7 separate regions of the Mus musculus genome follow, and all the other regions are linked to region 4. Evidence: chromatin contacts called from public ChIA-PET, HiChIP or PLAC-seq and promoter capture Hi-C data. All regions are on one chromosome and are shown on one strand. Each heading gives the region's core, a stretch centred on a gene start, on an enhancer-like site or on the middle of the called end of the contact. The rest is flanking DNA. Distances are from core to core; before and after follow the strand shown. Region 1 holds the start of E230001N04Rik (a long non-coding RNA gene). Region 2 holds the start of Mapk13 (mitogen-activated protein kinase 13). Region 3 holds the start of Kctd20 (potassium channel tetramerisation domain containing 20). Region 4 holds the start of Pim1 (proviral integration site 1). Region 5 holds the start of Srpk1 (serine/arginine-rich protein specific kinase 1). Region 6 holds the start of Bnip5 (BCL2 interacting protein 5). Region 7 holds the start of Mapk14 (mitogen-activated protein kinase 14).

Region 1 (3,057 bases), core at 66-2,565, 970 kb after region 4:
TCTGATTGGATCAAGTAAAGAGCATTGCCTAGATAGCTAGCTCCCTCCACCCCCATATTTTTTTTTAACTTTTTTTTTCCCCAGTCTATGTAGTAGTCCAAGAGCTCGGCCTCAACTAGAGATCTTCTTGCGTCTGCCTCTTGAGTGCTGGGTTCAAAGCCACCATACCTGGCTTCCCCAAGCATGGGTGTCCAAGGCACATGTATGGAGGTCAGAGGGCAATTTATGTAAATCGGTGGCTCTCGCCTTTCACCTTGTGCGACCTGGGGATCGAACTGTGTCGGCAAGCGCCTATCATGACTTCCGAGAGGCCTCTCTCCCGAGCCTTATCAGCTAAGGGATTTGAGTCTTCGCTATTCCCAGTGAAAAGCCCCCTGCGGCCCGACCGATTCCGGTTCTAATCCCAGGAGTGTGAGGGCTTCGAATTCCACAACCAGCTTTTCTGTGTTAGTCCTGAAAGTACTGGCAGCAGGACTGGCTCAGAGAAGGTGCCGATCCTAGCGCTGCGCAGGGGACAGCTCGCCATCAGTGTGCAGCGGAAAAAGCTTGGGGGGTGAGGGGGGCGCCCGTTCCTCACAGCGGATCCCATACTCCCCGCGCTTACCCCTGCCGGGGAACTCGAGCTGAGGGGCCCCTCTGGCAAGCTCATGACCCGCGAAGGCGTGGGGACCAGAAGAAGCAGTACGAAGCGCGGGAGCGGGCAGCGCCCGGGAGGAGGAGCGCGGGGCGGAGCGCATCGCCCAGCTTCCCCCGCGCCCCCGCCTCTCGCATCCGGCGGCGGCACAGGATGTTCTTTCGCTCGGGTCCCCCGCCCCCGCTCTCACTTTCTTCCCCGCTCCCCTCCTCCACACGCGCCGTGAGCCGCGCCCCGAGCCAGCACCTTGCTTAACCCCTTCCCGCCCGCGCCTAGGGCGCGCAGCGAGTCTGGGGTGCCCGGGTAGGCGCAGGACTGCGCCCACCAGGACAACGTCGAGGGTGGAGAGTATGGTGGTCTTCCGAGGACCCAAGCCTGCAGTCTCCAGAAGCCCCCTAAATCGCCAGGGGCGGTTCCCGGGGACCCAGGCCCGCACTCTCGCGATCTTACGCTAAATTGCCAAGGGCAAGCGCAAGGTGGGCTCTCTCGTGGGCGCAGACCGGTGTGCTTAGCTATCTCCGGCCTAAGGAACGGGGGAGTACCCAGCAACCTTAACCTCATCTTCCCCTCCAGGTTGTGCTAAGGCGCGGCTCACAACGTTTGAGAGGATGGAGAGAGGCCACACCCCCTCGATTAACGTCACTGTTTCCAAGGCAATCGGAGGCGGGGCTGTAGACAAGCGGACTTTGGGGACTATGGCTTAATAGGGCTCCAGGACAGGGTGCGGCTGGGCTGGGGGCTCGGCGGGGTGGGACGTTTCTGTCTTTGCTTTTTTATTGACTCGCTTGATTTTTGATTCAACAGATATTTATGCTTGGCGCCATTCTTAGGGACTGTTTTTCTCTCACCAAGTCTGCGGTTCACAGGTTGTCACTAAGCCGGGTGGAGTGGCCATGCACCCAGGATATGATCCTGGGATAGATGTAATGCCTTTTTATTAAATTTACTGTAGGGGGCTGGGGCTCATGTGCTATAACGTGCATCTGGAGATATGAGGGCAGGCAATTTGTGGGAGTTGGTTCTCGTCTTCTACCTTGTGAGACCCCAACTCATGTCAGGCTTGGCGGCACCTTTATCCACTGCGCTATGTAATTATTCAGTGTCTCCTTTCTCTTGTCAAGTACCCCAGAGCGAGCACTAATCAGTGAAGACTTGGTTCTCTAATTCATGGAAGGTCTCAGCTATTCAGGGAAGGAGGACAAAGTGTTCCATGCTCACCACGTACCAACTCCTTCCCAGCATTTTAGGTCTTGTGATCTTTGCCCTGTTGTATTTCTGGTGCCTTTTACAGCCTAGGAACTGAGTCTGAGCTCTCAGAGGACCCTAAGCCCGATAGCTAAGTGTTGGAACCAGGACCCTAAGCCAGATAGCTAAGTGTTGGAACCAGGTTGGGACCCAAGCCTGTGGGTATGAAGCCTGGCTTCATTTTTAGACTATAATTAAATGGTATCAAAGAACAATCCTGCCCCTAACCCAGTCATGAAGGAGTTTACAGCCTACAGGGAAACGGGGGTGGGGGGTGGGGGTGGGGTGAGGATACCACAGAACATAATTAAGCAATAAAACCTAGAACAGGTTGGAGGCTGTTTAAAAGGATCAAAATAGAGTTGAGATTGTCAGAGCCTCTCCCGTGGAAGGTGCATTCCCAGGTAGGTCAGGAGGTGGGAGGTGACTGTAGGATCACAGTACCTGTGTGTGTGTGTGTGTGTGTGTGTGAGAGAGAGAGAGAGACAGAGACAGAGACAGAGACAGAGACTGTTCCTGCAAAGAACACCTAACTAGTGGCTCAGCCATACAAAGGCTTTTTTTTTTTTTTTTTTTTTTTTTTGACAAGATCTCTAGCCCAGGCTGATCTCAAATTTTCTATTTAGCCAAGAATAGCCTTAAACATCTGATCTTCCTGCCTCTATCTCCGGAATGCTGGGATAACAGGTGTGTACCTCACATCCCCACCCCACCTCATGGATGGAGGGAGCTGGGGTCTCCTTCATGTTTCTCCATGTTTGGCAAGCATTGTACCAATTTATTCATGTCCACAGCCCCTCCCCTGCGCCTTCTGCCCCTGTCTGTGGCGCTGTACCACAGGAGCAGGTATGTCAGCAGCTGCTATCTTTTCACTCTGTGCCCCCAAGTGTTTGAAGCTTAGCACAAACTCCCTGAGGGTAACTTTAATGTCAGCGGCTCCTTCCTCCAATCTCTGAGGAGTCTGAGGTGAGTGAGAAATAGGGACAAAGGGCCAGCAAGACAGCTCCAGTAGGTAAAGGTGCTTGCTGCTAAGTCTGATGTCTTGAGGACCCACATGGCAAAAAGAATCTATTTCTGTAAGTTGTCTTGTGACTCCCACCTTCAGCCATGTTACACCTGCATCCACACTCACTAAATAGGTACAGTACACGGTATATGTTTAAAGAAGACGACCTGGG
Region 2 (2,700 bases), core at 79-2,578, 720 kb after region 4:
TCCATCAGACAGGATGGTCAAATGGTCAGGCACCAGGCTCTGCCTCCCGCCCCTTCCAACCTCAGCTCTGCCGCTGCAGAACCGGGGAAACCTTTCTGTGCCTTGGCATGTGTTACGGAGAGGATTATAAAAGTTAGCCAGCCCCCACCCCCGCATGCATTAAATACTCAGTATTTATTGTTAGACTTAGAGTGGCCAGAATGGAGGCAGCTTTAGCTCAAGTGCCCAGGCTCATCGGACTGGAGTCCTCACAGAACCAATCGCGAAGCTCCCCTGTGCCTACTTCCTCCTCACAATCAAGAAAAGGTTGTGTGTTTTCTGGGAAGCGAGCTGGGCAGGCCCTGGCATCTTCTCATTGGGCTCTCCTTAGAGAGCTGAGAAACCAGGGTGGAGCAGAGGAAGTTCTTTCTCCTGGCCCTGCGCGCACGACCCTGGGCAGGCCCCTCCTGGGCCCCTCTCCCTGCCCTCCGATCCCCGGCACATCCACACCCCGAGGCAGCCTACGTTCTCATGGTGCATGTGCTTCAAGAGCAGAAGCTCGCGGTAAGCGCGCTTGGCAAAGATCTCCGACTGGAAGGGCCGGCTCAGCTTCTTGATGGCCACCTTCTCCCCTGTCCGCTTGTCGATGGCCGAGCTGCGGGGTCACAGGCAGGTGAGGGGGAGGGGCGGCGCAAAGGGCCTAAACTGGAGATCCCTCCAGCCCTGTCCTAGGCCACCCCCATTCTGTGCTCCCCAGGCTGGCCGGAGACCAGCAGAAAGAGAGAGAGAGAGAGAGAGAGAGAGAGAGAGAGAGAGAGAGAGAGTGTGTGTGAGTAGGGGGCGACGCCAAGGAAGGGGCGGCAGAGCAAGGAGAGAAGCAGTTCTTGCTGACAGGATGCAGAGCAGGCCAGGAGTCCCTGCTCTGCGATTTGGCAAGTTCCCCTCTTGGGGCCTCATCTGCAACCGCAGGGATCTGTCCCACGAACTCCGAGATCCCTTTTAAAAAGTTACAGCCTTGGAGAACCAGATTCGCCAGCGACTCAACCCACAGGGGCCCCACTGCCACCGGGCTCACTCGGGGAGGCTGCCGAGGGGTGGCCCGTGGCTCCTCTGATTCCTGGGGTCCCCGGGTCTCACCACACCGCTCCATAGGCCCCGCTGCCGACGTGCGCGGGCGCCAGGTAGGTCTTGGGTAGCTCCCAGGCAGTCTTGTTGATGTCCTGCTTGTAGAAGCCCCTTTTCCGAGTGAGGCTCATCCCGGACCCCGTGGTGGCGGTCCTGCGAGGAGGTTGCGGTGGCTGCCCGCGGGCTCCCGGCCCGGGTGTCCCGCCGCGGTCCCCTCCCGCCCCGCGCCCGCTCCTCCCCCGTGGGGCGGCGCACCTGCCGCCTCGCCCAGGTACGTTCCCGCCCCGGCCCGCCCACCGCTCGCCCGCGCTCCGGACTCCGCCCATCACCGGCGAACGCCCCAGGCCCCACCAGCCACCTGCTGCAGGTGCTGAGGGAGGAGGGGGGTGCCCTGCGGGAAAGGGGTGCCTGCGAGGCTGCCTAGAGACTGTAGGAAGAGTTGGGAATGGGGTTAGGGCGCGGGGGGGGGGGCGCTCAACTTGTTGCTAGTTGGGCTAGTTTAAGAAATATACCCTTCACATGTAAGGCGTGGTGGCTCAGGTCTGTACTCAACACAGGAGATAGAGGCAGAGACAGGAGAATTGCTACGATTTTGAGTCCAGTTCAGTACATAGTTCAATGCCAGACTAGGTGAGACCCTGAGGAAGAAGGGAGAGGAGAGACTAGAGAGGAGAGATACAGAGAATGAACAGAGAAGGAAGAGAGGGATAGAAGAAAGGAGGGAGAGATAGAGAGGGTGGGAAGAGAGGGAAGGGGAGAAGAAGGGAGGAAGGGAGGGAGGAAGGAAGGATAGAGAAATAACGTCATTCTTGACTACGCAGTAAACTGGAGACCAGCATAGGTTACATAGTGAGACCCCACAGAAAGATGGAGAGGTTGTTCAGCAGGTTAGAGACTGCACCGCTCTTGAGGATGACCTGAGTTTGGCTTCCAGCACCCAGGTCATCATGCACATAGTTAAACAAAACAAATAAGCAAATAAATAAACAAAAATAGGCATCGTGGTGCACACGCCTTTAATCCCAGCACTTGGAAGGCAGAGGCAGGTGGATTTCTGAGTTTGAGGCCAGCCTGGTCTACAGAGTTCCAGGACAGCCAAGGCTACACAGAGAAACTCTGTCTCAACACCCCTCCTCCCAGAAAACCCTCCGGAGATCCCCAAACAACAACAACAACACAAGAACCCTACAATTCATGGGGTTCTACATGAGCTCCTGTGACCCCAGGACTCTTGTCTTTTCAGTAAGCAGGACTCTCAGATCCTAAGGCTCAGCGACTGACCAGGGCTCAGACTCTATTCCTCTTCCCCATTTTTCTGAAACAAACTCCAGGCATCCAATCCTTCTTCTCATGAGAGATTTGCTGTCTTACACCCAGAGTCGACGGCTGCTAATTCTACAGTCCCCAGAGTTCACAAAGATTTAAACATCCACCGGAGTTTGTTTGATACTGGTGGTGATGGTTTTGTTTTGTTTTTAGCTTTTTAAGATTAATTTATTTTATGTATATGAGTACACTGTAGCTGTCTTCAGACACACCAGAAGAGGGCATTGGATCCCATTACAGTGGTTGCTGGGAATTGAACTCAGGGCTTCT
Region 3 (3,013 bases), core at 38-2,537, 540 kb after region 4:
CCGGGCACTCCCTGGCTGATACCATGAGAAGGAAAGCAGAGAGCTGAGGTGGGAGCCAAGACCTAATGACATGCTCAAGCTCCCACGATCCTACCAACAGGCTCCTGAGAGAAACAAGGTGGGTTAGCCTGATCCACGCCATCTTTCTCCCACCCAGGCAATAACAGGATATGGATAAAAAGCCATTTCCTGCTCTCATGTAAGGGCTCCAGAAAGCACTATCCTTTCTCACACAGCCTTCCGAATCAGGGCTTCTTGACTCCCGACTGATTACGGACAGGAGAGGAGTAAGTCAACAGAAAGAAAAGGACATGAGACAGTATTTACAGTCCTCAGGCCAAGCTAATCTTGGTTTCCTAAGGTCCGGTTCCTGGCTTACCAAGGCGGCCCAAGCGGGGTGGTTGCCTGCCAGCACTAGTAGACTCAGGGGTCCACCCTAGATTTCTAGAATTAATTTCTGGGAGCCGTGCTAGCGACCTGCAAAACGCGTTTGAGAACTGCTACTTTAAGATTTTGTTTTTGTTCCTCTGGAGTGGGGTTGACGTTCTAATTCAAGGTTCGTCACAACTAATATTATTCCAACATTCTGTTTGGGAGATCATTTAAAAAGAAATCTCAAATTTCTAGGTAAACAATTGTCTATCAGCAAACAGACACCGTGAAAGAGCTTGGTTGGTCAGAGTTCCTGGCCTGTCTGTTAGTTCGTTTGCTGAATTCTCACTTAAAAGATTAGATTTACTTCTAAATAGTAAATCAGCCCAATCCAGGAATGTTCAGAAAGAATGACAAATTCCCACAAAGGGGAGGAGGTGTCCTCATGGCGCAAGCCTGACGACACTGTCTGCTATAAAAAGTTCTTATATGCAAGAAAAAAATCTCCCAGTTCTGCACTAAGCATGGGATGACAACAGAGGGGCGACAGGACCGACAGAAGATTCCAGAGGTTCTGGGAAAGCGCGACCAACCTTCCCCAGCCTGGGCTACCGGTGGCCCTGCGTGGTTGGTCGGCAGCCTCGCCCGGCTTCTCCTTTCTCCCCAGGCCGGGGAGGAGCCCGCACGGGGCCTCTCAGGCCGCAGCGTCGCGCCCGCCGCCATCATCAGCCCGCGCCATCACCTGCCCGCTCGCCCGCCCACCCTGTCACTCGGCACTCACCGGCCGCTTGCTGCCGCGCTCTCCGACACCGAGCCCCGAAGCCACCTCCAAGCTCCGGCCACCGCGCGCCCCCGCCCTGGCCGCGGATCCCCGGTTGAGTCACCCGGCCCTTCAAAACAAGAGCCCCGCCCACCGCGGGGCATGCCGGGAAGGCCGCGCGGCTCGCCCCGCCCCCGCCGCGGACTCCGCCATAGGCCGGGGCCTCGCCTGCCTGCCCGGCCGGCCGGGAACTGGGGCTCTTCGCCAGGGCGGCCCAGTAACGCGCGCCGCCGCCGCTTGCGCTCCATCACCCAAGGGGCTCAGACAGGAAAGCGAGCTGCAGGCTCGAAGGTGAAAGAGGCTGGGTCGCCCCGGAACGCGTGATGCTCACGGAAAGATGAGCCTATCGCCTTTGTGTGGCGGATGGATATGAACTGCAGCCCAAAGACAGAAAAACATCAACAACAACAAAACAAGATAAAAGAGAAAACAAAAACTTCCCCCCAACTCTTGAGTTTCACGGAACAATCTGCGATAGCAAACAAGATTCTACAGGTTTCATGTTACCTGGAAGCAAACTATTAGAAAGCTGGTTGCCTTGCTTCCTGTGAACCGCACAAGGGAACCTGAGAGGAGGAACCTGGCTCCATCTCTCAGGGTCACGGGGACTTGTGGCTTTTGTACTTAAGAAAGTTATCAGACCAGTTGATTACACCATCACAATGATTGCACAGACTTCTAGTTTTGGGTGTTTCGTTCTATTGGGGGTTTGCTTGTTTTAACCTTTATTTCCCTTCTCCCTCCTCCCTGGCTCTCCACTCTTAATACATGGGGTGTTCTTTGTTTTTTGAGACAGTCTCCTTTATCCCAGTATGGCCTTGCACCTCTGATCCGACCTTCACCATGTGAGTGATGGATAGGGTTACAGACAAGCCCTACCGTAGCCGAATTATGAAGGGCTCTGGTGTAACCCAGGGCTTCATGCACCCTAGGCCATTATTCTACCAGTTGAGCTACGTCTCCAGGTCCGAGTTCATTTTATTGAGATGTGACGCCGCAGCCCATGTTGAATTTGCTGTGTAGCCAAGGATGGCTTTGGACTCCTCATCCTCCTGTCCCTGTCTCCCAAGTGCTGACATTATTCTACTTTAAAACTGCTGCTGAGCACTAAATAAACTAATAAAACCACGCAAAAAAATATAGGGAATACCTGTGTGCACAGCATTAATCCTAGCACTTGGGAGGTAGAGGCAGGAGGATCAGGAAATCGAGGTCCCCCTTATTTGGCTTATGTTGCTTCTGGGGGGGGGAGGGGAGGAGGGGGACGGGTCTACCTTGCCCAGTTTCCCCCATACCACCTGTCACTAAGGGAAGTCAGGGAATCCAGTCAGGAAACTGGGTCTACAAAGTGAATTCCAGAACAGCCAGGGCTACACAGAGGAAACCATGTCTCAAAACAAACCAAATACGACCACCAACACAGTAATGTCACAAAAAAGCCAACACAGTAATGAGATCATGTGCTGGCATCTCTGGGCCTTGGAACTACAGAGAACATACCCACTGATTAAAATTTCATTCCAAAAGTTTCCTCTTCTAATCCTGTGCCCCTGTGCAGTCTCCATACCCACGGTGGAACTACTGCCTTTCTTGTTCTGAATACAGGACAATCAACTTCCTCTTTCTTTCATTTCCAAGCTCCCCTCACCCATCCTGAGCCAACACTTAATACTTGTTATCCATCGCCCAGAGGGGATCCAAGATAGCACATACTTAACTAATAGTGAAGAGTAAAAGGGTTGTCTTTTGATTAAATATCATTAAATCAGACATGACACCGATTTTGGATGAATATCAATTATAGGAGGCATATGAGAAATG
Region 4 (2,700 bases), core at 125-2,624:
CCTCTGCCCCACCCCTGCCAGCTCTGAGCCAGGCGGCCCAATGACCTTTACAAAGGGCCGGAGCCGAGGCCGCCAGAGGCTTCCAGGCCGGCACCTTGGGCAGCTCCCTCCCCGGGGCCTGGCTCACCATCAAAGTCCGTGTAGACTGTGTCCTTGAGCAGCGCCCCCGACCCGAAGTCGATGAGTTTGATTTCGCCGCGGCTCAGGTCGATTAAGATGTTCTCGTCCTTGATGTCGCGGTGGAGAACCCCGCAGTTGTGGCAATGCCGCACGGCCTCCAGCACCTGCCAGAAGAATCCTCGGGCCAGGTCCTCCTGTAGGGCTCCTCGTTCGGTGATAAAGTCGAAGAGGTCTTGCACCGGTTCGGGCCTCTCCAGGATCAGCACGAAACTATCGGGCCTCTCGAACCAGTCCAGAAGTCTAATGACGCCCGAGAAGTCCGAGCTCACCTTCTTCAACAGGACCACTTCCATGGGCACTCGGGTGCCATTGGGCTGCAGAGTGAGGGCGAGGGTTAGCGCGCCGGTTCCGGCACGCCCGTCGCCACCCACCCACCCATGAGAGGGTCTCTGGCTCCGGCTCACTCACCAGTTCTCCCCAATCGGAAATCCGGTCCTTCTCCACGTGCTTAATGGCCACCTGGAAGAAGACCCCCGAGTCTCCATCAGACCCTCCTGCTCAAAGCATCCCTCCGCGCGCCCTCCCCGAGGCGGCGTTGCCCACTCACCGGCAAGTTGTCGGCGACGCGGATGCCAGAGTAGACCGAGCCGAAGCCACCGCTGCCCAACAGCGGGCCCACCTGGTACTGCGACTCCAGGGGCTCCTTCTCTTTGCCTAGGAAAGAGGCACGGGACACTCAGCGCGCTCGACCCACGCGGGGGTCTCCCGGCGTCCCAACGACCCGCGCGCCCAGGGTGGGGTGGGGACACTCACCCGGCGCCAGCTTGGTGGCGTGCAGGTCGTTGCAGGGCGCGGCGCGCAGGTGGGCCAGGGAGTTGATCTTGGACAGGAGCATCCCCACCTCCAGGGTGTCGGTGCGGCGCCGGTGCCGGGACGAGCAGCAGCGGCGGCGGAGCGAGCTGGGGCTGAGCCGACGGCCGGGACTCAGACTGCGGGTGGCGTTGCGGCTCTGGCTGCGGCTGGCGCGCAAGGCCGAGGGCGAGTCGGAGGACGACTGAGGGCGCTGGCGGGGCTGGCCGCGGGCGGGTTCGCCGGCTGGGTCAGGCAGTGCGGGAGGCGGCAGGGCGAGAGGCGCTGCGGGACCCAGGGCTGCTGCTGACTGTGACTGCTGCTGCTGCTGCTACTGCCGATCCCGCCGCCGGCACTGCCGACTCCCCTCCAGCCTCCTCCGCCGCCACGGCCGCTGCTGCAGACGCCCGGCTCGCCCCGCCGCCAGGAGTAAAGGGGCGGAGCGCGCCGCTGGGGAGGGCGCGCGCGGCGGGCGGGGACGGGGCGGGGCCTCTCCGGGAGGCCGAGGTGGGGAGCCGGGCTGGCTCGGCGGCGGAGGGCGGAGAGGGGGCGGGGAGGCGGCGGGACCAGGGCCGCTCCCCTCCGCTCCGCCCCCTCGCGGCTACACCCCTCTCCCCGGCCCCGCCCTCGGGCGCGGCTTCAGCCAACCAGAAGACGCCCTATTTGCATAAGGCGTTGCGGGCCCCGCCTCTCGCCTCGCGGTCAGAATGGTCGCTAACGCCGCCACGACGTGGCGGGAAGGAAAAGGCGCCAAAACGGAGGGGGAGGGGCGCTGGGCGTGCAGGGAGGCGGGAGCTGGGTGGCGCGCGCGGGCGGGGGAGGAAGGATGGGGAGGGGCGTATCGATTCAAACCCAAACAATAACAAAGCCATCAAAGGCCGCCCGAGGCCAGCTCTGCCGGCTCTGTGTTTCCCGGAGATTTGGGTTGTGGAGGGGGGTCGAGGATTGGAGCTGGAGCGTAGCAAGTTGTGAGAAATGGAAGGGCGTTGGTGTGGCGGGCGCGGAAGCCATGAGTAGGGACCGCGTGTGTGTGGATGCCGACCAGGGTGGTCCTCTGGTGTGACTCAGCCCGGAGACCTCCAAGGCTGCTGGGGCGGGTTGACGATGTTATGTGGGCTAGATCCTGGGGGTGATGATTGTGTTTTTGGGGGCGAAGGCTGTGCAAGACGTGAGTCACCGGCATTTTGCACACCGAGGCCAGTCACAGGCCTGCGAGGAAAAGTGGGGGAGACCTGGGATGCGAGGAGCCGGTGACAAAGATTCTCAATTTAGAAATGCAGAGAGAATTAGAAGGGACCCGGGGTACCTGATCCCCTCGGTCCATGTCCGAGCGCCTGAGAGAGGAAATCACGACACAAACGTTAGCTTTCTCTTGCCAAATGCTGCCTCAGCCCCTTCTGAGAGGGCGGGAGGAGCAGGAAAATTCCTGATCGCGGGCGAGGGTGGGAGGGTGCCGCTGGGTTTAATCAGAGGTTGTTGCGGTAGTTACCTTCTCATCAGCTTGGTATTAGCAGTCAGGCGATACCAGATATTATTGGCCCCCACCCCAGCCTTGTCTCAAAGGAAAGTCCCCACATGCACGTGGAAATACCACGGAAAGCTAGCCGAGTCCGCTTTCATCTTTTGTCCTTTTGAACTTCATGGAGAGTTGATAACGACGTGTGGAAATGGGTAAACTCTCATTCTGTGTAATCCATATAAACTGAGATACTGGTGGCCAGAGTCATGGAC
Region 5 (2,779 bases), core at 159-2,658, 870 kb after region 4:
GATCTAAAGGAGAGTTCTGAAACACATGAAAAGTATACAATTCCAATTGCGAATTTCAGTGCCTACTATAAATCTCCACAGCAGTACCCACAGTCTATGTTTTGGAAGAAATACTGGGGTCTAGAGAGCCTCATGTTCCTCCCCCATCTCTCTCATAAATGCCTGCTGATTCTACTTTACTATAGGAGTTTTGATGCCTGAATCATTGGGTTGGGACAGCAAGATTCTGAGCACACAATCCTTTCCACGTTCTCATCTTTCTGTAATGGGGATAATAACTACCTTGGCCTGAAGTTGACATCAGCATCTAATAAGATCATGCACTTGACAGTATGGAAACACCCGGTAAGTCCTACGATGAAGAGAGTTCTTCAAGGAGAAAACAGAATTCCCATTCACACCCTTCCTTTAAGGCTTTCAACTTGCAGCTAGAAAATTCCCTTTAGAAGTGTTTGCTTTTACTTAAAATAATTGTTTAGCTTACTTATGGGTGAGGGGTTGTTGCATGTGCCATGGGTCCTGTGTGCAAGTCAGAGAGAGACCTGTGGGAATTGGCCCTATTTGGATTTGAATTCAGGTCCTTAAGGCACCTTTACTTGCTGAGCTGTCTTCTGGTCCAGTTCTTTTCTTTTTTTCTTTTTTCTTTTTTGGTTTTTCGAGACAGGGTGTCTCTGTGTAGCCCTGGCTGTCTTGGAACTCACTCTGTAGACCAGGCTGGCCTCGAACTCAGAAATCTGCCTGCCTCTGCTTTCCAAGTGCTGGGATTAAAGGCGTGCACCACCACTGCCCAGCTTCTGATCCAGTTCTTTTTTTTTTTTTTAATATTTTTTTATTACGTATTTTCCTCAGTTACATTTCCAATGCTATCCCAAAAGTCCCCCATACCGCCCCCCCATCCAGTTCTTATTGATTTATTTTGGGTCAGGATCTCATTATATATGCCTTGCTGGCCTGGAACTCATAAAGATACACCTGCTTCTGGAGTGCTGGGATTAAAGGCATGGGCTGCTGGCCCAAGGTTTTATCTTTAGAAGAGGACAGAGGCACACGTTCCCTCCTTCCAGCCTTTGTTCTGTGTGTATCCACATACAATTTAATTTCCCATTTTCTTTAATGTCTTAATTGGCCCTTACAACAGCTCAGACAGGAACTGGGATATGTTTGGGTTAAGCAGTTTTGCAGGCCGGGGAAACTGAGGCAAATCCCGACTGACTGCGGAGCCCTGCCTTTCCTCAGGAGGTAAGAACTTCAAGCCGCGCGCTTTATGGCGGGACACTAAAACCAGCTTCCCATTCAGGATCCCTCGGTCCCTTGCCCTCCACTCTCGTACACCCCGGAGCAGGTGGTAGGCTCTGTGTTCACCACGCAGGCGCGCGACGCCGTGTGGGGCGTGGTCGGGCGGGCCCGGAGGCGGGGCCGGCGCGCGCCGGGAGGAAGAGCTGGGATTTGGGCCGCGGCGGGAGCCCGAGTCGGCGTCACTCGAGTGCGCAGGCGCCTGGCGGTTACCGGTCTCGCCATGGAGCGGAAAGGTGAGCGGCGGAGCGGCCTCCGCCACGAGGAGCCACGGCGGTCCCCGACTGGGCGCCAGGCGCCTCTCTGGCCACTGTCGCGGCCCCCTGAAGCGGCGTCACTCTTGCCTCTCGCCCCTCGGCTGCGGCGTCCTCCGGCGCCCGCCGTCCCCGCCCCTCGCTCCGCAGCCCCCAGGCCGGGGCGGCGAGGCCTCATGGCCGGCCCGAGCCTCTTTGGGCGCGCCGGGCCTGGCAGCCGCTGTGCACCCCGAGCAGCCCGCCCCGCGCTCGGCCCGCAGCCTCAGGCCCGGTCGCCCTGCGTGCTCGCGCCGCTCCCCGCCTCCCACTTACATCGGCCCTTCATCCATCCCTCTCTCCCGCAGTGCTCGCGCTCCAGGCCCGAAAGAAAAGGACCAAGGCCAAGAAGGACAAAGCCCAAAGGAAGTGAGTCTTGTACCCCAACATCCCGCCCTTTGCGTTTCCTCGGGGACCTCCTCCCCCTACCGGGTTGTGCGCTTCGGGCGGTTCCCCCCCAACCCCTCCCCGCCACATGGTTACTGGGCCGCTGTGTGATTCGCCCTCCGGGAATCATGTGGAAGGTAGCTGGGTCTCCAGGCTCGGGTCTGCTGGAAAGACCCGGAGCCTGCCCGGCACCACTCGCCAACTCCATCGAGGAGGCCCAGGTGTGGCCCGGCAGCCGGAGCTGGCAATCATTACCTGCCTGTCTGTGAACTCTGCTCTTCCTTCCGTGCTCCGCAGCGTCTTAACTTGCCTCCTACGTCTGTCCGCACGCTACGCCATCGGGAAATTGTTGAATGAATTTTCCCTGTTTACCCTTGGCCCTGCCAACCACACGCTCGCTTGGGTAGAGGAGGACGGCCGGGAGTCTTCCTCGCGCCTGATTACTCTGCTTCCTAAGTCTGGGAGACTCTGTGGCGTTGCTGTCCACTCGGTGTGCCGGCTAAGTTATGCATTACCGGCGGGCCGTACTATCAGGTCCTCAGAGCAGTAACGTCGGAGTAATGTCCAGAGTCAAATTGCTGGTGCCGGTTGGGTGATTCCGGCTTGGTGGGCCTAGTGCTACACTTGCCCGATTTGATGTGTAATAGTGGTTTAGTGGTGTTGGGGGTGTGTGTGCACAAAAGAGGGCACAGTCTGATAGAAACGCTGGGTGGAGGCTTATTCAAGTGAGCTTAGCTGCTACCATTCCCACCAACGTCTTTGTTTTTTGAGATAGCCTTGGCTGACCTGGAACTCCCTATGTAGACCAG
Region 6 (2,761 bases), core at 208-2,707, 580 kb after region 4:
TGAGAGAGGTGCAGGCACAGAAGCTTCCCTCCTGTGAGCGCTGGCACACAATACAAGCATGTCTGGGGTGGGATTGGGCAGTTTCAGGCAGATGCCTGAACAATGACCCCACATCTGCACAGTGACCTCACACCTGCACAGTGACCTCACACCTGCACAGTGACCTCACACCTGCACAGTGACCCCACACCTGCACAGTGACCTCACACCTGCACAGTGACCCCACACCTGTACAATAAGCCCACACCTGCACAGTGACCCCACATCTGCACAGTGACCCCACACCTGCCCCTCCATTGGCTTCTTTTTGATGTGATAAAATGCACACTACAGAAATTTTATCATAACCTTTTTTTTTCGGGGAGAGAGAGGGACAAGGTCTCAATATCATTAACTGGTCTGAAACTGGCTATGTAGCTATGTGACTTTAAACTCACAGAGATCTGCCTGCCTCTCCCTCCAGCATATTGGGATTAAAAGAGTGTATGATTGGGGCTGGAGAGATAGCTCAGTGGTTAAGAGCACTGACTGCTCTTCCAGAGGTCCTGAGTTCAAATCCCAGCAACCACATGGTGGCTCACAACCATAATGAAAGACACCCTCTTCAGGGGGGTCTGAAGATAGCTACAGTGGACTTACATATAATAAATAAATCTAAAAAAAAAAAAGCACATGATTAAATTTGGCCAAAGTGTTGTGTGTGTGCGTGTGTGTAAAGGACATTTTCAAATATTTATTTGTGTGCATGAGCATTTTGCTTACATAAATGTATGTGTATACCTGCACAGTGTCCATAGAGGTCAGAAGAGGGCATTAGATCCCCTTGAACTGGAATTAAATCATCACATGGCTGCTAGGAACTGAACCCAGGTTCTCTGCAAGAGCAGCCAGTGCTTTTAATCACTGGGCCATCTCTTCAGCCCCCAGAGCTTTTTTTTGGGGGGGGGGCAGGGTAGGACAAAATGACAGAGAATAGTCAGGCCTTTGTCTCAAAACAAAACAAAAACAAAAAACAAACAAACAAACAAATAAATAAAACCCAAACTCAAAAAACAAACCCAGCAAGCCCCTAAGAAGTTGGCTATTGGGAATTGGAAGTCTTTTTTTTTTTTTTTTTTTTTTTTTTTTTAAATATGGTGCTGGTCTTTAGTCTTGGAGGCGCCAAGAAAGCTTGGATTTCAATTTCATAACGCGGGCCAGACATGAAGCTGGTTTCTAAGCGCTGGTTTCGTTCAGGTACAATAAGGAAGCTGTCAACTGAAACTGTGTGTGTTTTTTCTCCTCTCTCTCTCTCTCCTGGGTAGAGAGCTTCCTATCTCTGCCACAGCCCAGAGGAGCGGGAAGCAACCTGGGCGGGAAGCAACCTGGTGGCCAGCCCTCCTCTCTGGTTGGCTACCTGTGAGCTCAGCTCCAGGGAAACAATACTATATATAAGCCAGGAGTTCTGAGTCCCTCTGAATAGTGTTAGCAGTTGCACGCAACAGCAGCTTCTTCTCCCTGGAAGTGCTGGAGCTGACCCACAAAGGACTTCTACATAACAAGGAACAATGCCCAGATCAAGGAATCCCAGCCAAGGGATGCCCCGGGACAGCAGCGACTCCTGTGGTCTGAGGTAGGTTGAATCTTCGCTTTTGGAACCAGGGCAATGGGTGGGTATTTCAGGGTCCCAAAGGATGCTGGACATAAGAGTAATAGACCCGAATCCAGACCTAATTCTGCTTCTAGCTTGCTGGTCTTCCTAGGGTCTGTTTTTAAAAAAAGATGGAGTGTGACTCAGAAGGAAGAGGTGCTTGCTCATGATATCCAAGCCTGAGTTCAAAACTTCATCCGAATCTTCCCATGCATGCCGTGGTACACCCCCCATGACACCCCTGCACACACCACACACACCATAAACACATGCATACACACACACACACACCATACCAAGCACACACACTCTCTCTCACACACACATAAAACATACACCACAAACACACACATACACACCACACACCCACATACACACACATACACACCACACATACATATACCACACATGAATGAATGCACCTCGCACGCATGCACACACACTCACACACACTCTCACACACACGCACACACCACTACCACCACACACAGAGAGACCTTGATTGGTCGTTGCTTAACAAGTGGGGCCGGGTGTGGCCAAGAACAGGTTTCCCACTCCAGGCTCAGGGGTCCCCGAAGAACCCCTCACTGCCCAGCCTGTGAGAAGGCAAGAGTCATGAAAGCATCTGTACCTCTCTCTGCAGGAGTCCAAAATAATGGCTTTGCTCTTGGCTTCACCTGGCTCTCCCCTGCCTGGAAGGTTCTGAGCTCTGGGTGGTATGGGCCCGAGAGAGACCTCGTGAGCTTAAGCATAGAGCCATTGGCTATGGGGCTGTGAGGCCCACTCTGGATTCATAAGCTTTGTACTTGGGGTACATGTGTCCAATCTCTATACACATATATAGATGTGTGACTACACAGTCAGGATGTGTGTGTGTGTGTGTGTGTGTGTGTGTGTGTGTGATTTGGAATTGGACCAGAGAGGAATGTTTAGGTCCTGCTCTCTGCTCCCAGCTCTGGGACTTTGACTGTGTGTCAGCAGCTCAGGGCCGCAGTACCCACGCCAGACAGTCTGATTCACTGGGTGCTGTCAGAGTCAACGCAATCACCGAGGTGAAAGGGCTTATAGTGTTTGTGTATAATTATTTATTTGTACCATAAACAAACAGGGCCTGCCTGGCCAGGGGTGGGG
Region 7 (2,952 bases), core at 35-2,534, 800 kb after region 4:
ATACTGAAATGAGCAGTGGTATGTGACTAAGCGGCGAGCTGGAGCGTCCTTGCAAGGCGCTGCCACCCTCCCTCCCCGAAAAGGAAATACGCTTTCAACCGAATCGGAAACACACCACGCAAGCTGGCACCGTGGTCCCCGAGATAAAGTCGGTATTTTAAGCTCTTCGGGGTGCTGCTAATTCAAGTGCGAATCCCAAAGGAACGTTTCCTGAGACAGGATTTTTCGATGGAGGCTTGCAAAAATGGGAAAAGGGGGAGAAAAAAGGAAAAAAAAAAAAATTCCGGGAAAGGAGCGCTTTCTCTTGCAAGTTTCGTTCAGGTGACCGCAGTCCCCGGGTCAGGCTTTGCCCTACAGCTCCTCGCTGGAGCTCCGCCCAGCTCGTCTGCTCCCCGGGGCAGGGCTCCCGCGTCCCGAGTGGCGGTACCCGGAGGCAGGGTCCTGAGGCCGCGCTGCAGCAGAGGACCCCCGGGAGGGCCAGTCTTGGGAGCAGGGAGAGCGCAGGGTAGAGAAGCATCCCACCGCGTCCGCAGCTGACCCGCTCCCGCACACGGCTCGCCCCCGACCTGCGTATGCAGGGCGAGGGGTGCAGGACACGTCCCGCTCCAGCTGCCCCCTGCACCCCCAGACACGCCCGGAGGAGAATTCCTGCCGCTGGGCGCATCGCTGAGCTGTGGGGACAGGCCTGGCCCTCAGGCATGCAGGGCCACCCTGCTTGCTCCACCGCGTCCCCCCACCCCACCCCTAACCCGAGGCCCGGCGACACTCACCACACCGAGCCATAGGCGCCCGAGCCCACCGGGGACAGGTTCTGGTATCGTTCGGGCACCTCCCAGATGGTCTTGTTCAGCTCCTGCCGGTAGAACGTGGGCCTCTCCTGCGACATCTTCCAGCGGCAGCAGCGGGGCGAGGAGGTGGCCGAGCGGGGGCTCCTGCCTGCAGCCGCACGCTCTCCTCTGCGCCCGCCCGCGGCAGACCGGACCCCGCGCCCGCCACCCGCGCAGGTGTGGAGGCTGCGACCCGCCGCCCCTGTCAGCCGCGGCGGCTCCTACGAGCGTCGGCAAGGTGCCGGAGCCGGCTGCACGGCTCGAGGCTGCTCCCGCCGCGGTCCTCCTGCAGCCGCTCCCCGGGGAGGGAGCGCACGCCGACGCCGCAAGACACCCGCTCGCGCTTCAGCGCCCCGCTTGGGCTCCAGTGGCGGCGATCCCACAGGCAGCGGCCGGGAGCCTCTCGCGGAACTCTCGCGAGAACAGCTCCAAGGAGGCCCCGCTCTGAATCCAGATCTTACCCAATATGGAACCTGCCCACGGGGCGGGGGGTCGCGAGAAGAGCGCGCAGGGCCGGCAGATCTCGCGAGAAGAGGGACGCGGCTTGGGGAGCCGAGGCAGGAACTCTCGGGGACTGGGCTCCCCGGGGCGCCAAGGGTGGAGGCCGCAGCGCGGGGCGCGCGCGCCTCTCTGTGGTCGCACGGGCGAATGCCTGGCGCCATGGCGGAAAGCCGCTGTGACAGCGTCGGGGAAGAGAGCCAAATGATCTTTGAACTCCGAGCAACCTGCTCACTAGAGTCGTCAATTTCCAAGAACAACTTGAAAGAACAGACAGGCCCTGTCCAGAAAGCTGTCGCATTCCGGTCTGCTCAAGGACAAGTGGCTCACCTCGGGATGCTGGTGAAACCTGCCCCCTAGGCAAATATTAGTCTTGCCTCAAAGCCCAGGCTCTCCCTCCAGGCGCTCCTACATGTTTTCAGGCAGAAGTGGCAGAAGGAGGTTCCAGGGACCCACAGGGAGTTCCAATGCACGAGGTCAGAGGTAGACATCATGAATGGCCACTTCCAGGCTGGGGACCAGCATTTGCAAGGCCCTGGGTTCAATACCCACTACTGGAAGGGGAAGGTACACACACACACTGCAAGTAGGTCATTCCATTTCAGGAAGGTCTTCTCATTTATTTATTTATATTTACACCACCTGCAATTCCGGCATTTGGAAAGACCAGAAAACCCTTCATATACATGCATACATATATATCTATTTACACAGCCTGTAATTCCAGCATTTAGAAAGACCAGGAGACCCTTTCATACTATTTATTTATATGTACAGAACCTGTAATTCCAGCATTTGAAAAGACCAAGAGACCTTTCTCTTATTTATTTATTTATACACAACCTGTAATTCCAGCATTTGGAAAGACCAGGGGACCCTTCTTATTTATTTATTTGTTTATTTATTTATTTGTTTATTTGTATTTACAAATCCTGTAATTCTAGCATTTGGAAAAACCAGGAGACCAAGCCTCTGCTGTGTAGTGATGAGACCGTATGTGCAACACCCCAAAAACCATCACTCGGGTTTGAGACCGACTCTTGCCCTTTAGAGCCATCCAAAGTTTAGAAATTTAAAAGAAAATTGGGGGGTGGGTATTAAAGACTTAATTCATGCCTCTGAGAGTATGGAGAACTACTAGGGCGAGCATTCTGACCGCATCTCATTTAGGTAAGTCTGTTGAGCTTTCTTAGGCCCTGGTTCTAGTCTCTACAAGATCAATGCGACCCTGCATTCCCACCTAGTGGAATCTTCCGTAGAAGCCGAGAAAGCTAATAAAAGTGAATGGGGAAAGTTAGACCCGTAAGAACCCACATCCACCCATGCCTACACCGAGCAGGAGAAAGGGGAAATCTTATTCTCGTGGCTATTTCTAGAAGATCCGGGTATGTGGAGGGCAGCAGGGACCCCTTCTCCTCGGCCCAGATGCCATCCTCGCCCGTCACCCGCACAGCCGGAACGCCCGCGGGTTCTGCAGCAACGGCTCCGGAACTGCCGGCCTCCGCGTCCGCAGCGCTGCCGCCAGCCAGGCTGGAGCCGAGTCTGTCCCCAGCGTCTGCGCTCCTGCGGGCCACCGGAAACCAGGTGAGCCTGGGTCGGGAGCGGTCCGGAGCTCTGGCTGCCGCCT

Evidence for each region. Promoter capture Hi-C pulls out the DNA fragments that hold promoters and counts their contacts. ChIA-PET counts read pairs in DNA pulled down with a chosen protein or histone mark. HiChIP or PLAC-seq counts read pairs in DNA pulled down with a chosen protein or histone mark.
Region 1: a contact with region 4 is called in a FOXA1 HiChIP or PLAC-seq map of pancreatic cancer cells. The contact joins the promoter of E230001N04Rik here to the promoter of Pim1 in region 4. A contact is called at or near these places in 1 of 484 Hi-C or Micro-C datasets (CD4 T cells) and 2 of 115 datasets of contacts at active chromatin or transcription factors (pancreatic cancer cells and regulatory T cell precursor).
Region 2: a FOXA1 HiChIP or PLAC-seq map of pancreatic cancer cells shows a contact between it and region 4. The contact joins the promoter of Mapk13 here to the promoter of Pim1 in region 4. A contact is called at or near these places in 2 of 115 datasets of contacts at active chromatin or transcription factors (T-cell acute lymphoblastic leukemia and pancreatic cancer cells).
Region 3: a promoter capture Hi-C map of pre-B cells shows a contact between it and region 4, with 5 times the contacts expected there. The contact joins the promoter of Kctd20 here to the promoter of Pim1 in region 4. A contact is called at or near these places in 5 of 39 promoter capture datasets (the C10 cell line, cranial neural crest, frontonasal cranial neural crest and 2 more) and 2 of 115 datasets of contacts at active chromatin or transcription factors (memory CD8 T cells and pancreatic cancer cells).
Region 5: a contact with region 4 is called in an RNA polymerase II ChIA-PET map of memory CD8 T cells, with 21 read pairs. The contact joins the promoter of Srpk1 here to the promoter of Pim1 in region 4. A contact is called at or near these places in 2 of 115 datasets of contacts at active chromatin or transcription factors (kidney and memory CD8 T cells).
Region 6: a FOXA1 HiChIP or PLAC-seq map of pancreatic cancer cells shows a contact between it and region 4. The contact joins the promoter of Bnip5 here to the promoter of Pim1 in region 4. A contact is called at or near these places in 5 of 39 promoter capture datasets (cranial neural crest, frontonasal cranial neural crest, maxillary cranial neural crest and 2 more) and 2 of 115 datasets of contacts at active chromatin or transcription factors (memory CD8 T cells and pancreatic cancer cells).
Region 7: an RNA polymerase II ChIA-PET map of memory CD8 T cells shows a contact between it and region 4, with 17 read pairs. The contact joins the promoter of Mapk14 here to the promoter of Pim1 in region 4. A contact is called at or near these places in 2 of 39 promoter capture datasets (cranial neural crest and embryonic stem cells), 3 of 484 Hi-C or Micro-C datasets (CD4 T cells, embryonic stem cells and spermatogonial stem cells) and 3 of 115 datasets of contacts at active chromatin or transcription factors (embryonic stem cells, memory CD8 T cells and pancreatic cancer cells).

The regions. Positions count from the first base shown.
Region 1 is chr17:28,520,914-28,523,970 of GRCm38.p6, reverse strand. It overlaps E230001N04Rik (a long non-coding RNA gene), which reads right to left and starts at 1,315. Exons shown (of 2, transcript XR_385504.4): 1 at 605-1,315.
Region 2 is chr17:28,767,945-28,770,644 of GRCm38.p6, reverse strand. Mapk13 (mitogen-activated protein kinase 13) reads right to left here and starts at 1,328. Exons shown (of 12, transcript NM_011950.2): 1 at 1,117-1,328; 2 at 505-634. The coding sequence starts at 1,235.
Region 3 is chr17:28,950,710-28,953,722 of GRCm38.p6, reverse strand. It overlaps Kctd20 (potassium channel tetramerisation domain containing 20), which reads right to left and starts at 1,287. Exons shown (of 8, transcript NM_001356300.1): 1 at 1,154-1,287.
Region 4 is chr17:29,489,459-29,492,158 of GRCm38.p6, reverse strand. Pim1 (proviral integration site 1) reads right to left here and starts at 1,374. Exons shown (of 6, transcript NM_008842.4): 1 at 934-1,374; 2 at 728-834; 3 at 589-639; 4 at 128-494. The coding sequence starts at 1,015. Gm26885 (predicted gene, 26885) reads left to right here and starts at 615. Exons shown (of 4, transcript NR_168683.1): 1 at 615-982.
Region 5 is chr17:28,621,150-28,623,928 of GRCm38.p6, reverse strand. It overlaps Srpk1 (serine/arginine-rich protein specific kinase 1), which reads left to right and starts at 1,408. Exons shown (of 16, transcript NM_016795.4): 1 at 1,408-1,529; 2 at 1,892-1,952. The coding sequence starts at 1,517.
Region 6 is chr17:28,914,020-28,916,780 of GRCm38.p6, reverse strand. It overlaps Bnip5 (BCL2 interacting protein 5), which reads left to right and starts at 1,457. Exons shown (of 12, transcript NM_172450.3): 1 at 1,457-1,612. The coding sequence starts at 1,548.
Region 7 is chr17:28,689,674-28,692,625 of GRCm38.p6, reverse strand. Mapk14 (mitogen-activated protein kinase 14) reads right to left here and starts at 1,284. Exons shown (of 12, transcript NM_011951.3): 1 at 771-1,284. The coding sequence starts at 886. It overlaps Slc26a8 (solute carrier family 26, member 8), which reads left to right and starts at 2,639. Exons shown (of 20, transcript NM_001290320.1): 1 at 2,639-2,909.